Linked DNA regions of Mus musculus: region 2 is linked to region 1. The links are chromatin contacts, called in public promoter capture Hi-C maps. All regions are on one chromosome and are shown on one strand. Each heading gives the region's core, a stretch centred on a gene start, on an enhancer-like site or on the middle of the called end of the contact. The rest is flanking DNA. Distances are from core to core; before and after follow the strand shown.

Region 1 (7,490 bases), core at 2,913-5,412:
CGGGTACTCAGATTTTCTAAATGAATATTAACATATGATCCAGTAATCCTATGTGAAGGCAGTACTTCAGGAGACGAATCTAGCGCTGTTTGTTTCATTTTCCACAACGGCAATCCGCATGCCCATCAGTGACTGAAGTGAACAAAATGGGCTATGTATACAATAAGCAATCTTAAAATTATACATGATCTGACATATGATTTATTCCAATAGGGTAAGACATTGCACTAAGCTAAGAGAGTAAGCCAGCCACAAAGAGGCCATTCACATGTGTTACCTACAGTCAAATTAAGAGACAAAGTTTGGGCTAAGAGGCTGAGGGTTGGGCTCTGTGGAGAGGGGAGGTGGATGAGGGAGTTCCCAGCAAGCAGTTGAAGTTCTGGAAGATGGAGTATTCTGCAGGTGAGTAGTGGGGATGGTAAGATCATGTGAATGTCCTTAATGCCAGTGTGACACACCATTTAAAGTATAGTTCCGATGGTAAATCTTTCTGTGTATCTTATCACAGTAGAAAAAAAGTTTTAAAGTGCATTTCAGAACATTCCTTGACACCAAGGACTACATCTAGCTCATCTACCTATTTTTGTCCTTGGAACTGAGAGTTAATCTCACCGTCATTTAGTAATTACAAATAATGGCTCTCCCTAAATATCATCACTGTGAACTTTCTTTCTAGAGTATGTCCCTGATCAGAGACCTGGCCAGTGGGAATGAAAGCACTGGACACTGCACTGGGACACTGCAGTGACAAGCTTCCGAGGTGGACAAAGCCAGGTTCCATTACTGTGCGGCCATTCATTACCTGGCATTACTGAACCCCGCTGAGACTCAGTTTCCTCATTCTTGATATAGAAAGGCTTATTATGCAAATGAGGGACCATGTAACACCTATCTGTCGGGCTACCTGGCCTTTCATGGTAACAAGTTAATGGTAGTCACATGTCTTTTCTTTCCCCAAGAAAAGGAAACAAATCCACTGATTTATTTTACTCACTAAGATAGTTAGGTTTGCAAGAGTTAAGAGTCAATACCCAGCTCAGATGGTGCAGATTTATACAACAGTACTTTGAGTAAACATGCCAGTTGGATTTTACCTTTGTAGTTAGTAACATAGCAGCATGTTCCATCCACTTTTTCTGTTGCAACCGCATTGTACACGTCTGCATCTAACGCCTTTTCACTTAGAGTTTCAGTTGCCAAAACTTTAAATGGCTTAAAAGAAGAGAGAGAAAAACGGGTGTAAGATACACAGCCTCTGCCTTCACACATAGGCTCACCTGAACTGTGCCTAGTTTCATCAGTTCTAAAGGTCGGTCTGTCTTTCCATTCTGTAAGAAAGGTTGAAGTCATTTATGAAGTTTCCTGAATTATTTGCTTTTTTGTTTTGTTTTAGTTTCTGGTTTTTGGTTTTGTTTTGTTTTGTTTTTGTTTTAATTCTTTTTTAGGACTGTGTCACTCTGCAGCCCAGACTGCCCTTAATATCCTGACCCGTTTGCTTTAGGCTGTAGTTCTGGGACCCCCTTCCTGTTCTACCACACCAGCTCACCTACCCTTTTTGTTTAAAAATGTGATCACAGTAAAATTCGACTTCTAGACAGACTGTTGGGTATTGGCGTGCATCTCACCCACCACAATGAAGCCGGGAGACATGCCTTACTCTGTGTTGCATCCTCAGCACAGGTTCAAGGTGCACGATCCTATTCTTTGTGACCATGCATTATCTACAATAAACACTATTCTTGACACTGGGAATACAGAGACGGATAAAGAAGTGCTCAGCTTTGGTGGGCTACAACACCGAGAAGTACCAAAGAGGAAAAGGGATAGGAGAACGGCTCAGGGAGTCCTCTGTGGAGAAACATCAGGCCTGATAGATGGGAAGAAAAGGCCCACAGTCAGGACATTCTCACATCTGTAGAATGCAAGTCCGTACACGTGTTTGGGTGTGTTTGGAACAAAGTACAGGTAAAGTTAGATCTCATGCTTGCTTAATTCCAGAGGCTGTTCTGGTTCAACCAGTGTATTTACCAGTCATGATTCCCCACACTCCAAGATTAAGTCTTGGAGTCATTAATATAATGAGATATTTACAAAATTCATTTTTTCAAATCACACTTGGCTCTCAGTTGTAGTGGGGGTCTAGCAGAGATGGCCTCTGTCTCAGGCCATATTTTCAGAAAATGATAAAAACATGGCTCCTACTTTCCATTTTTAAGACTTCCTTGCAAAGCTGAAATCCACACGCTTACCATAGAAACATGTTAGAATATATAGAAGTAAGAACAAGATGTATGATCTCATCATAGAGATATGTATCACTAAGAACTTTCTGGGGTAATTCTAGTCTTCCTTTCAATGTTCCTCCAAAACAAAACAAAACCAGCAGTTCCTAAAATTGACAATTTCTTTAAAAAGCCAAAGTCAAAATGCTTCATGAATGCACCCTTTTCATGACTGATCTCCTCAACAACATGATCAAACATCACATTTCTCTTCTCTTAGCATGTCATCTCTGGTCAGCATGTCAGCTGTGATGGTCTTACATGATGATCTGCATAAGACCTTCAAGTCACAGAGCATCTTACAGGACAGGGATGGAGCTCAACGGGCACGGGGAAGCATTTCTCATCTAGCATGTGCAATACTCTGGGGTTTATCCTGAGCTACTAACCTGTGGGTCTCCCCAGTCTCTTGGATCAGAGACCAATATGGTCCACAAGCGAACAGAGATGGCAGAGGTCGCGTAGTGGGTGCAAGAGGATTCGGAAGCCCTGTGAATGTATACTGTGAATACCCACACGGCGACCAACTATCAGGAGGCATATTACTTTGGGTGATTCAAGGCTTATGTTTTGAGTGTCTGAGGGTGGGATGGGCAGAAAGGTCATTCATTGGCTGAGGGTTTAGGTTACCAAAATGCCTCATTAGGGAAGAAGCTTTTAAGGAATCTCAAGTGCTGTTCTTTCCATTAGAAAGAGAATGGTCCTGTGTGCTAATTGAGGCTGCAGGCTATGTGAGGGCTTAGAATTCCCCAACAAGGTCAGAGAAGAAGCCCCCCTCTAATGGAGTCTCCCATATTGCCCCAGCCCAGAGTTTATCTGTTCATCTGTGTTAAGAGTCAGGCTCTAAAGGTGATGGGAGAGTGATAGAGCACCAAAATGGTAGCGGGAGTGGGGGGTGGGGGAGCGAGCTGGAGATTTGGAGATTACAGGGAGCTTGTGAAGTTTGTTGAAGGGGAGAGGGGACAACCTAAATTATTAAGAAAATGACACGAGGAAACCTCTTTGTACGCTAATTACAAAAAATAAAAAAATAAAAAGACCAGAGGGCCAAAGGTTCAGCGGTAATGTTGAAAAGTCACTTCAGATGCACATGCAGATCCTGAGTGAGAAGTTAAGAACTGCTACATATCAAAGAACCATACTGATATAAGCTATCTATATATTCATTCTCTTACTTTCACTAAAGGCTCACTATGTGTAAAACACGTAGCAATACGACTAGTACACCTTCGGATGAGAACTCAAATTAAGCAAGAAATTACACGAGGTCTGATTTGCGTGACCTAGTTAGGCTAGCTGTCAGCAATGCCATAGGTGCCTAGCACACAACAGGTAAACAATGCCTTCTCATCAGACTTTTGACAGTAGTTCCATGTTAGACTACCATGATATCTCATTATTCCAGTGCTGTTAAGGGAAGATGACCAAGTAGGTTTTCAAATCTGCCAGAACACGTTTGAATCACCTGATCGGGGAGGATACAATTTACAAAGGACTCTCCCACACTCCTTGCAACTAAGAAGATACAAGAAGCTGGAGGTCAGGGGAAATGGGAACTTCACCCAGACCTCCCGGGTAAAACGTGCTGGGCTCCGGGGCAGCAGCGCAGCACTGGAGGAGCCGCCCAGCAGCACTCGCCGCCGGGTACCTGATGCTCCCGCTTGGCTGAAGGCTCAGCTTTCACCTCCGTCACAAACACACACGGCATCTTCCGCTGCACCGAGCCCAGGCGCTTCATGTTGCCCACGCGCAACCTGTCTCCACTGCGCTGGGCCCCGGGCGGAGGAAGTCTGCAGAAATGAGCTAGAATCCAAACACCAGCCAGAAGATCCTAACTGCACCACCAAGGTCCACTCCGGAGAGAGGCGGGGACTCACTACCGGAAGCGACCGCCTAGTCGCGGTGCATTCTGGGAATTGTAGTGCGACCGCGAGGCTACAGAGCATGCGCCTCCACATGCGTGATTCCCCTGTGTTTTGATGTCCAATTAAAAATAAAAATAAAAGAACCGTTACCCGATGTTGTATACTTGGCCACTACTTAGTATCGATGATGTTTTCGGGAATTAATGTTAAGTTATAAGTAATAAATCACTTTAGGATGCATTTTAGCATGTTTCTAATGAAACTCTCTTACCTGCTTATTTTCTATCAAATGTAAGGGATTGGAAACCCAGAGAAGTTTAGAAAATACTTTCAGACATTCCCTAATGTTCTGACAGAAAAACTGACTTCCCAGGAAAAACATTCAAACAAACAAACCTTACAATGAACAAAACTGAATTTGTTTGAATTAATCACCACGCAGTGTACAGTTTGTTTTTTGATAACCTTTCCAATGAGAGTAAAAATTAAACAAGTTCAAAAACATAGAAATAACAAAAATCTCTGTCGAGTTTTTCTTGGGAATCCAACAAAAGACTTGAAACAGCTTCATTTGACTTACTGTCTAAAAGGACATTACAAGGAAATAATAAAATTGATGCTTGAATAAAAAATATATTCTAGTAGTAGACCTATCTCATTAAAACCTGAAATCACAGGGAGATTTTTGCCCTTACTATCTTAGGTAATTGAAGAAGCCAATTTATGTTTCCACAATTGTTTTATAATTCCAATTAATATTTTTATAAATGTTTAATCAGCAGGTATCCTACTGCCTAGCGTTTTACTTACTTAGTTCTTGAAAAAAAAAATCAAATAACCTTGTCTCACTTGAAAGCATGTATATGTCAGGGGACTCTCAAAGAATAAAATGTTCTTAAAAACAAGTTTACAGTTTTGTGTTTACTGACTCGGGAGGGAAGGAGGGAGGGAGGGAGGGAGGGAGGGAGGGAGGGAGGGAAATATACCTAAACACACACAATTTTACACAAAACAAAGGGGTTGGTGTAGGGAGAGAGGACCTACAAGTTACAAGTTTCTGGCTGGGTTGTATTGAAACTAGAAACGTTTTAGCCTTTTAAAGTCAAGTGTTGGTACCTTCTTTGAGGCTCTAGAGGAATCCTAAGCAACAGCCCATCTTGTAGGTTTCAGACAATTAAATGACCTTTGAAAGCTCTCAACTGTCATTTCCCAAACTGCCACAGAATATTCTAGATCCAACATTCTGCCATTTCTTAGAAAAGATAATCTTCCAAAAACATTCCACTTGCTCTAAGTCTCTCTCTGGAAGGACCAACAGCTATATTTTGGCTTCTTAAATGCCTGGAGAAAGGTTTCCAACAGGAACAGAAGAGTCCACAGCAGGAAAACATCACAAGATCAGGTTATAGATGTAAACTGTGCTTCTAGTCTAATGGATGCCAGCCTTTAGCTTCCCCTGATTCCCATACAGAGCTGGTAGAGCCCCACCCACCCCTGCCCTTAGAGGAGTGCTACAGAATAAATTGAAAAAGACTTTTTTTTCTTCTTCTTCTCTGATATGTTATTAAGCTAGCACACACCAAGAAGAAACTCCATGTGAATCTATCCTGACCAGCATAAGACAGAATTTCTGGGTCTGTTTTCGAAGACACATTTCCTATCACTTTTCATTACAGGGAGTCAAAAAAAAAATCCTCTCAAGTAGAATCATAGCTTTCTGTAGAAGACTAAAATGAAATCTGCAACAGGACATGGGGTGAGAGTGGGAAATAAAAAGAAGTGATAGGAAAAGGAACGAACCTAAAAGAGGAAAAGGAAGAGTTTGGGGTATTCTAGGATTAACAAAAGTTACACAATGAAGGAATTTTTAAAATTTTTATTATTTATTTATTTATTCATTCGGAGGGCTGATTTTGCCATGCTGTCAGCTGTCAAGAGGTATCAGCACTTTTCAGATCTTTTCCAGTGTGAAATCACTTAACTAGGTTTGAAACTCTGCCCTTCATCAGGGAACTCATCTGGAGGAGACTGGATGAGCCCCTCTTCTTAGAGCTGTTTCTCCCACTTGCCTGTTAAGATGGGCACTTTGCTGTTGCAGAGCTGAAGAGAAAAAGGGCTAACCGAAGGGCAAGGCTTATGTTTACGTATTTATCAACATTTTCAAGGGCGGTGACGAATCTTCATCTGCTCCTTTACTTTTAACACTGCCTCCATCCTATTAATTATAAGCAAACCATCTTTTTTCTAAATTTAGTTTTATTTCCAAGATTAATACTCTATACTATGGATTCAAAAAATTCATGACAATTTACCATTTTACTTAAAGTGGAAATCGGTGTTTGTCTTGATCCGTTGAGATTTCAATCCAAAGTTTGAAGTATTTCAAAACATGCTTTGATCCAATGTGTTCAGTTGTCTCCAGTCAAACCCTAGGTGCCCTGTGATGAATATTCCTCACTTATACTAGGTTCTGATTAATATAGGAAAGGTGCATGAAGATTTTCAAAACTGCTCATTAAAATGTCTTGGTCTGGGAATCAGAGGACTTCCCATGGTTTTCCACAAATTCTACAAATTTTTGAGCACTCTGGAAATAAAGCATTTGCTATTGGATGACACGAATTCTCTTTTCAGGATGGATGAAAATGTAATAAAGCCACCGGATGAATAGGTACCCCTACTTATTTTAATGAATATTACTGTGTTAAAATCTGCATGTGATATTTCCTAAGTCAGTGTATGGCACCAGGTACATAAATAATCAATTGTATCATAATTAATCAATTGTATCTATTTTCTTGTACTGTGTGTGTGTGTGTGTGTGTGTGTGTGTGTGTGTGTGTGTGTAGCATAGTTAGCTTAGTTCTATTTCCAAACCACATATAGAAATAACAACTTTCTTATAAAATACTTACCCAATTTTAATTTTGAAAACATGAAGTTATATTTCTTTAATCAGAACACTGGAAGATAAAACACAGTGTAATATCTACAAGTAGTGCTTACTATATTTGATAAATATTGGATAGGGGAAATAATCCACTTAGGTGGAGTAGCCTACAGTTGCATATGAGGTCACTTATGATGAGCACACAATGGATTATGTAATAGTGAGGAAAATTCTGGAAGTTTGAGTTTGTGTGATTACTAGTAACCACTTTCAACATTTCTGCAAAGCTAGAGAAGGTATCTTCTAATTTAAATTTATTTAAGAATTATCTATTGTGTAATATACTGTCAACAGGAGGTCAGTTTTAAAGGAATACTACTGATAGCCTCAAAGGCTGTGGAAAAGAACAAGTTTTCCCCCCTTACACACTGATAGTTCTTATATTTGCGTTCC
Region 2 (7,154 bases), core at 588-3,087, 2.3 Mb after region 1:
CTCTGTCTCTCTTTTCATCTTTGTTGTCTTTGAGGATGCTTTGAACTTTAGAAGATAGCCTACTACTGAATACACAGGCACACAAAGACACACACAGACATACACAGACACACACATATAGATATAAATATAGACATAGAGATGGTGTAGATGTAGATGTAGACATAGATATAGATAGATATGGATATATCCATGAACTTTAGAAGATGTAGGAGTGACACAGAAGGAACAGGGCAGGGGAAGAGTACTGTAAAGACAGTTCTCGTGTGTGAAATTCTCAAAAAATTAATGAAGCCAATAAGAAAGAAACAGTGGTTGCATTTATCAGTTTCAGCTTTAGAGCTGTTTTTGGTAAACCCAAACAACATCAGCATTAGGGATTCTGTCTTCACAATGACAACAATAGCTAGTAGTGCATTCTGGCTGCACCAGTCATTTTACTCAGACTGATGACCTGTTAATTGCAAAAGACTAATTACTTCTTTACTGCCAACACATGTCTACCTGAAAGCCCCCTTTCTGTCTTAAGGAGGTCTTTTCTACCTGAAAGCGCTGTACAGTTCCAGCCTCCATTTGTAGAGCAAGAGAGAGAGTAAAACAATCACAGGACTCCATTACAGAAATGTAATGAAATTGTTAAACCAATAGAGAAAGACCTCACAGTGCTCTGTCTCCTGGGTGATCAGCACGGTTCATTAGACAAAGTAAAGAACAGCAGGTTTCTCCAAATCAGAGTTCCCCAATGTAAGAAAGCCAGACCTCCAAAAGACAATGATGAGTTTAGGCTTACAAGGCTCAGTCATTTAATCCTAGCACTTGGGAGGCAGCGGCAGGCAGATTTCTGAGTTCAAGGCTAGTCTGGTCTACAGAGTGAGTTCCAGAGCAGCCACATCTCCCCCGAAAACATATCCTGTCTCAAAAATCAAACAGAGCAAGAAAAGGCAATACTGATGTGAACTAACATTCCATACTGAGATTCCCTTTGAAAGATCTCCAATAAAATAAAGTGAATATAAGCCTCAAATTCATTGATGAGTATTCTATGAGTATTCTATGAATTGTTTGAGCATACACGCACAGGCACTTTCTTAGGGTAAATAAAACTTCACAAAGGCATTGCCTTGTAGATCACATTAATGATGTTTATTCGTTAGACACAAAGTAATGCGTATTTAGTCTCAATGCCTTCCAACAGAGATTCATCTTTCTTTTTTTAAATTGAAGTTCATAGAGTGAGTCATGCTGTGTTGTAGGTAATTGGCTGACGTAATATACCTATTCTGCTTTGTTGCACAGAAATTGTCCTGACAATTGGAGTCAATACACACATTCAAAAAAATAATTTTAGTCTTTATTTTTTTGAATTCCAGATTATTAGCTGTGTACCTTAAGTTTCTTTACGTTCCCGAATGTTGAATTATTTTTCAACAGCTCAGCAGGCTGCTTAAGAGAAAGCCAGAGCAGAGGTCTGAATGTCGTTTGACACTATAAATTAGTAATCTTATTAGAATTACAGTAGTTATGAATTAATCCACTCAAGTGATATATTTTAAATTAGATTTTCAGTTTCCGGCCTGAGAGTTGGCTTCAGTATTATGGCCTTCGTGCGCCCTCCAGTGGACAAATTTATATGGACTTTACAATTTAAAGACACTACTTAAACGTCCAGAATTCATTATTTAATATATAAACTCACGGACCATCTGGATGAAATCTCATCACGGGAGAACTTGCAGTTTTCATTTTCTCCCGGAGCCTGGGGATCCAGCAGGACTTGGTGCTGGCACCCTAGAGGAAACTCCTCCAAGCTTTTCTGCCTACAGCATATGGTTAGAATCAGGGGCTCGCCCAGCGCCAGCTTATGACAATGGGCGTGCATAGGAATAACATGCAAGCAATCAGTCGAGAGCTGGCTTTCATATTCTCCACTTGTAGAGAGTGTTTTTTACACCTAATGGAAAAGGTAGGTTAGGCAGGGCTAATATTTTACTCCCCAGTTAAGACAACAAGACTGCAGCTAAAGTGATGTGAACTGTCTCCAGTTCAGCTTCTGATTCCCAATACTTTAGCTCTTTGTCAGAAACACTTAATGAGCAGCAACAGCAGCAACAAAAAAAAAAAAAAAAAAAAATCCGTACTCGTTATGGTACATGCCAAACGGAAACATTCTCATTAAATAAATAGTCTTAATAGCACCGAATATCATTTTAGTTGAGGTAGAGCAAGCAGAGGACCACAATAAAAGATTATTAAAAAACAAACAAACAAACAAACAAAAAACTACACTATTTTTTCCAAGTGTTTTGGAAGAATCATGAGATATAATGTTTGTGCACAAACTTGTGCCTATAAGGGCACAGCTAAACATTCGATGATTATAATGCCATACAGCGTCCCGATGCTGTAAAATCAGGTCAAGACCGCATGTTCCAGACCTGTCCTTCGAATTGACACACGTGTTGTTTAGAAAATATGTTTGAGCAAATGATCTTAAGCTCCGCTTGCTCCGGTCAATGTTGCTGCAGCGCTCCAAGCACAACCCAGGCAGGTTGAGGTTTCTGTGGTCTGGTCTCCCCGCTCACAGTACCTATTACCAGGCTTAAAAAGGACTCCGAGGCACTAAGAAAAGTTCTCGGTACTCAATTCATTAGGGACTTTTTTTAAAATTTATTTGAACTCGAAGAGACTCAGCTGAAGAAAGCTTTACTTCTTTTTTTACCTGATACATGTATCCACTGCTTAGAGGAGCTGCTGGGCCCTCAGCTCTCAACTTTCCTGGCTTAACATTTTAAAAAGAAACCGAAAGATCAGAAGAAGGAAGAAGAGAAGAAGGAATGGGAAGGAGAAAGACAAAGAGTAGTAAAAATGATCCAGTGAATTTAATATTGGGGGAAACCTGCGCTTTGGCCATGGAAACTGATGATTAAACTTGCAAAAACATTTAACATTTATTTTTAAGGCTCTGGAAAAGACATGCAGCAGTTTTCTTTTTTGTTTTGTTTTGTTTTGTGTTTTTGTTTTTGTTTTTTTTTTTAAGTGAATGGATTGATTTATAGAGAAAGCTATAATACCAAGTGGTATTTGGGTGGATTTATTTCAACTTGTATTTGAAAGGAGGACGAATATTTATCATATATTTAACTTGTCTTATAATATTAGGGCAATGCCTTAACCAGACTAAAATGATTATAGTCTAAGGATCGTGTCTAACACGGTCCCCACCCAACAACCTCAACCTCAAGGGTACCAGAGTTCCAGACATAAATTTTAATTTCCTGACTTGTGAAGATGGATGTTAGTCCTGGTGTCCCTGCATATTTTTTTCCCATGTCTCTCTGTATTTCCTTGCATTCGACTATGTGGCTTATTCGCGCTACAGATTTTATAGGTTTAAATAATTTTCATATCACTCATGCTGGCCATCATTCAAAGAAAGGAAGAATTAACATCTTTTAACTTGAGATCATAAGACACAACTGCCTAAGAAGGCTGGAGGTCTCAGATGCCAGGCAGGCTGTTAAAATACAATGCTATTATCATCCTCTTGAACCCCAGACGTTATCAGTCTGCAAACGAAATCCAATCCTGAACATAAATTGCATTTCCTAAAAAAAACATAATCTTGCCTTAAGATACCAACCTCCCTGATTACAGGGAATGTCTGTGTTTACACATTTGTACATAGCATGCTGACTATATTAGTGATGTTAGGAAACAAACTGTGTGCCCCACAACAGACCTGCTGCAAGCACAGGGGAAGAGAAAGAAAAAGAAAGGTTGAAATCAGACTCCCGATCTCTAGCTCCTTTCAAATTCCTGGAGCACACAACACTAGCTTTGCTGCTGCGTGATGTACACGGGGGTATTTCTTCTAATGCAATCTGACTAAAAGTTTAAATGAGTTTAATGCATGAAATGTATAAATAAAATGTGGCCTTGATTAAATTTAGACTTAATACGTAACTTAAATGGGTAGCAACGATCAGTCCTGGTATCATGTGTCCAGACTATTTTGAGCTTTGCAACAAAAAAAAAAAAAAAAAAAAAAAAAAAGCAGTTTGGATTTTATCAGTGGGCATAGGACTCTTTGTATCAGAAGCACAATATATGTGCAAAGCTGTATTATATGACAACCCTAAAGGGAACAGTCACTGTTATTTAAACTTGTAAGGAAGAGACGATGCAAAAGACATTAGGAACTGAACACCCACATAATTCTAAAACATTGCTTAGCAAAGAACAATTCATATACGGGAAAGGGTTTGACTTGGAGTTCCTTCATGATGTCTCCTAATTTCAAGACCTGCAAAAATCATTTCATTTCCTAGCTGCTATGTTTTCTTCATTTGCACAAACGTATCAAAACCCATTTCTCGCCTTGTTGGAGTGTTCTCAGTGAGTGTGTGATAAAGATGGAGCAGTCATATGAAAATTGACTTTCTTTAGCATAGAGTTTACCTAGTTCCGCCATAGTTTTTAAAAAATCTGATAAATTTCCTATGTAGTTTATAAGATATATAATACATTATGAAAACAATAAATAGTATTTGTGACTTTCATTAGAAGTAAGCAGACTAAAATCTCTTGGGTTGACCTTAATGGCCTGACAGAAAGGTTTACAGATTTGTAGAGTGTATGGTCTTTGAGCCTGAGCAACCATAGCACCAATCGCTAACCCAGCCTTTTCACCTCCCTAATAGCAGCAATGTAAATGCAAATTTGAGCAAGTTAGCAAGCCTTCAAAAGCATGCTACATGTCACCATTTATAAATGGAGATAAAATGCCTCTTTAATGTCATTGCTGTTACCAAAACAAAACAAAACAAAAAACCACTTGTTACAAGTGGTATGTAGCCATAAGTGTTGAGAATCCTCCCTTCTTTCTCATTTTGCATATATCATGCAAACACCACAGTTTCAATTCACTTGTTCCTGCAAACACATAGAGATTATCTCATTTCATAACACTGAAGTCTTCATTAGCAGTCTGAAAATGGAATATGAATGCACTGGTCTCCAAAAGACAAGACATGAGGTGTACGGCAAAACAGACAACTATCACAGGACCTCAAAAACAGAGGAGAGAGTGGCAAAAATGTTTTCTTGAACCTTAGAATTCTAGGCTAAACCACAGCCAAAGGCTGTTTACCTTTTTTTTATTTTTTTTCTTCTTCAAGTTTGTACAATGCCACTCAGTCTCAGGCATTTAGTAGAATGAAACCAGGTGAGTTAGAGCCAATTTTGCTTTTCATTTTTCAAGCTTGTTTATTACTTTACTGTAAACCACAACATTTCTGAGATCTCATAAGAAAAATCTGTTTCTGTGAAAATTTCAGCCTGATTTCCAAACCAGAGAAAGGAGGTTCAAATAAACTTGGGCCCATTTCAAAAAAGCATCTGAGACCCTGGATGTTTATTTGAAGCAATCTGGACTTCTGACCTTTGGAGGTTCCCCCCACCAGCAATAAAGACAGCCTACAATGAATTTACTGTGCAAAGACCAATGCCTCAGCGTCTGAATGGATGAACATTCCATCGGTCACAGGGAAAGCTGTTTCAGGAACACACTCAGTGGAATCAAGCCTTAAGCAGATCTATTGATACCCTCCTTTTAGGAAAAAGCACCAGCCAATCAGTACCCTAGTTCAGAAAACCTGTAAACGGATGATTTATTCAATATGCCTTTTGAGTTGAAACAGTATTCCTCGGTTGACACCACCAAGAAGAGGCTCTTGTTGGAGAGTCTGGGGCTTGAGTATTTCCTGAAGCACTAGAGACAAATTCAGACCAAACTGTGCCTTTCTTACAGAGCTGCCTTTAACGTTAATGTGGAACTTCAGAAAAGGGGGCCAGTACTCTCCAAGCTCTTAAACCTTTTCAAAACCTGAATTCTGCCACTTTTGAAACGATGAACACTGAGAAATTGGATTTGAAACCACAGCATTAAATGCTTAAAATCTGATCCTCCTGTCAGGACCTGGGATAAATTAAACTGATGTACATTATTTTTAAAGAAAGGGAAAAAAAAATATGGGAAGCGGGTTTTGAAGCCTGAAGGCATAGAACAAAACAAGTTATGCAGCTGATACAAACCATCTTCGTCCACTCCTGTAATGGCTTCCTACTTCCATATGGTGGCCCACACTGGAAATAATTCTTAGGAAAACACGTTTGTATGTGATAAATAAAACATTATTTTAGAGGTTTCTGTTTTTATTTTTCAGACATTGCTACTTTTTTATTCAGTTTTCCGACTGCTGTTGGAGCCTTTTATTTCTACGTTGGGTGTTTGAGTTTATATTTCCAAAGAGAGAGGCCGGGATCATGGGTAGATAGAAGGGTATAAGGTGAACAATTATCAAGGGTTTCCGTCACGTGACTTAAGTGCTGCTGTACGCTATGTTGTCGAAATTAATCAAGTAGGGAATTTAAACAGCACGAGGGTTTGGCTTCTCGTCAGCAATTTTTCAACTTTTGAGTAAATTTTTATTATTAATCTGTGTATTAACAATACATAGATTTTAGTAATCTCTGATACAAGAAGTACACTGGGAGAAGAAACACAGTGTGGGGGCTGGTTAATCTCAGTGACTTCAGAGGTAATATTCCATCTCAAGGTAGAAACAGAGCTGATCTGAGGCTTCCCAGCTTAGAGAAGTGTCTACAAAAAGAGAAATGATTCAGGGGCTAGCAATCACAAAAGTTCAAATATATGAAGAGACAGTAACCATCACTTACACAAATTCCAATCTTTTCAGTGAAGTCTATAGCATGTAGTGCTGAAAGAAAGAAAGAAAAAAAAAAGCTGACTCTTTCTAGAATAAATTTATCACTTTATACCGACCTTAAATATTTGTAAAGCAAAAATGAGAAGAAAGATGTCTAATCAATGTTCACTTTTCAAAAGGAAACATCTACTCATTGTGCACCAACATTGTTATCATAAGTAGCATAATTTGCCAACATTATTATCCTAAATAGCATAATTTACCAACATTATTACTATACATAGCATAATCTGTCAACGATTTTTTTTCATGTGGTTTCTCAATTTATGTTTTTTTCAACATTTTCAGAAAGCCTTTTATTATCTAGCAAAGTAATTAGAACACAAATTATCTAAAATTAGAGTTTAAAAAGGAGGAGACATTGTG

The links. Promoter capture Hi-C pulls out the DNA fragments that hold promoters and counts their contacts.
Region 2: a promoter capture Hi-C map of 3T3-L1-derived adipocytes shows a contact between it and region 1, with 12 times the contacts expected there. The contact joins the enhancer-like site here to the promoter of 4930430F08Rik in region 1. A contact is called at or near these places in 5 of 39 promoter capture datasets (the 3T3-L1 cell line, 3T3-L1-derived adipocytes, cranial neural crest and 2 more) and 1 of 115 datasets of contacts at active chromatin or transcription factors (astrocytes).

The regions. Positions count from the first base shown.
Region 1 is chr10:100,585,097-100,592,586 of GRCm38.p6, forward strand. It overlaps 4930430F08Rik (RIKEN cDNA 4930430F08 gene), which reads right to left and starts at 4,163. Exons shown (of 7, transcript NM_175128.2): 1 at 3,931-4,163; 2 at 1,095-1,212. The coding sequence starts at 4,020. It overlaps 1700017N19Rik (RIKEN cDNA 1700017N19 gene), which reads left to right and starts at 7,290. Exons shown (of 13, transcript NM_001081246.1): 1 at 7,290-7,333.
Region 2 is chr10:102,876,479-102,883,632 of GRCm38.p6, forward strand. No RefSeq gene overlaps it. Among named protein-coding and RNA genes, the nearest start is that of Alx1, 150 kb to the right of the region's middle. Within about 2 kb of position 1,838, at least 19 of the 459 cell types and tissues checked have an H3K27ac peak or open chromatin away from gene starts, as enhancers often do.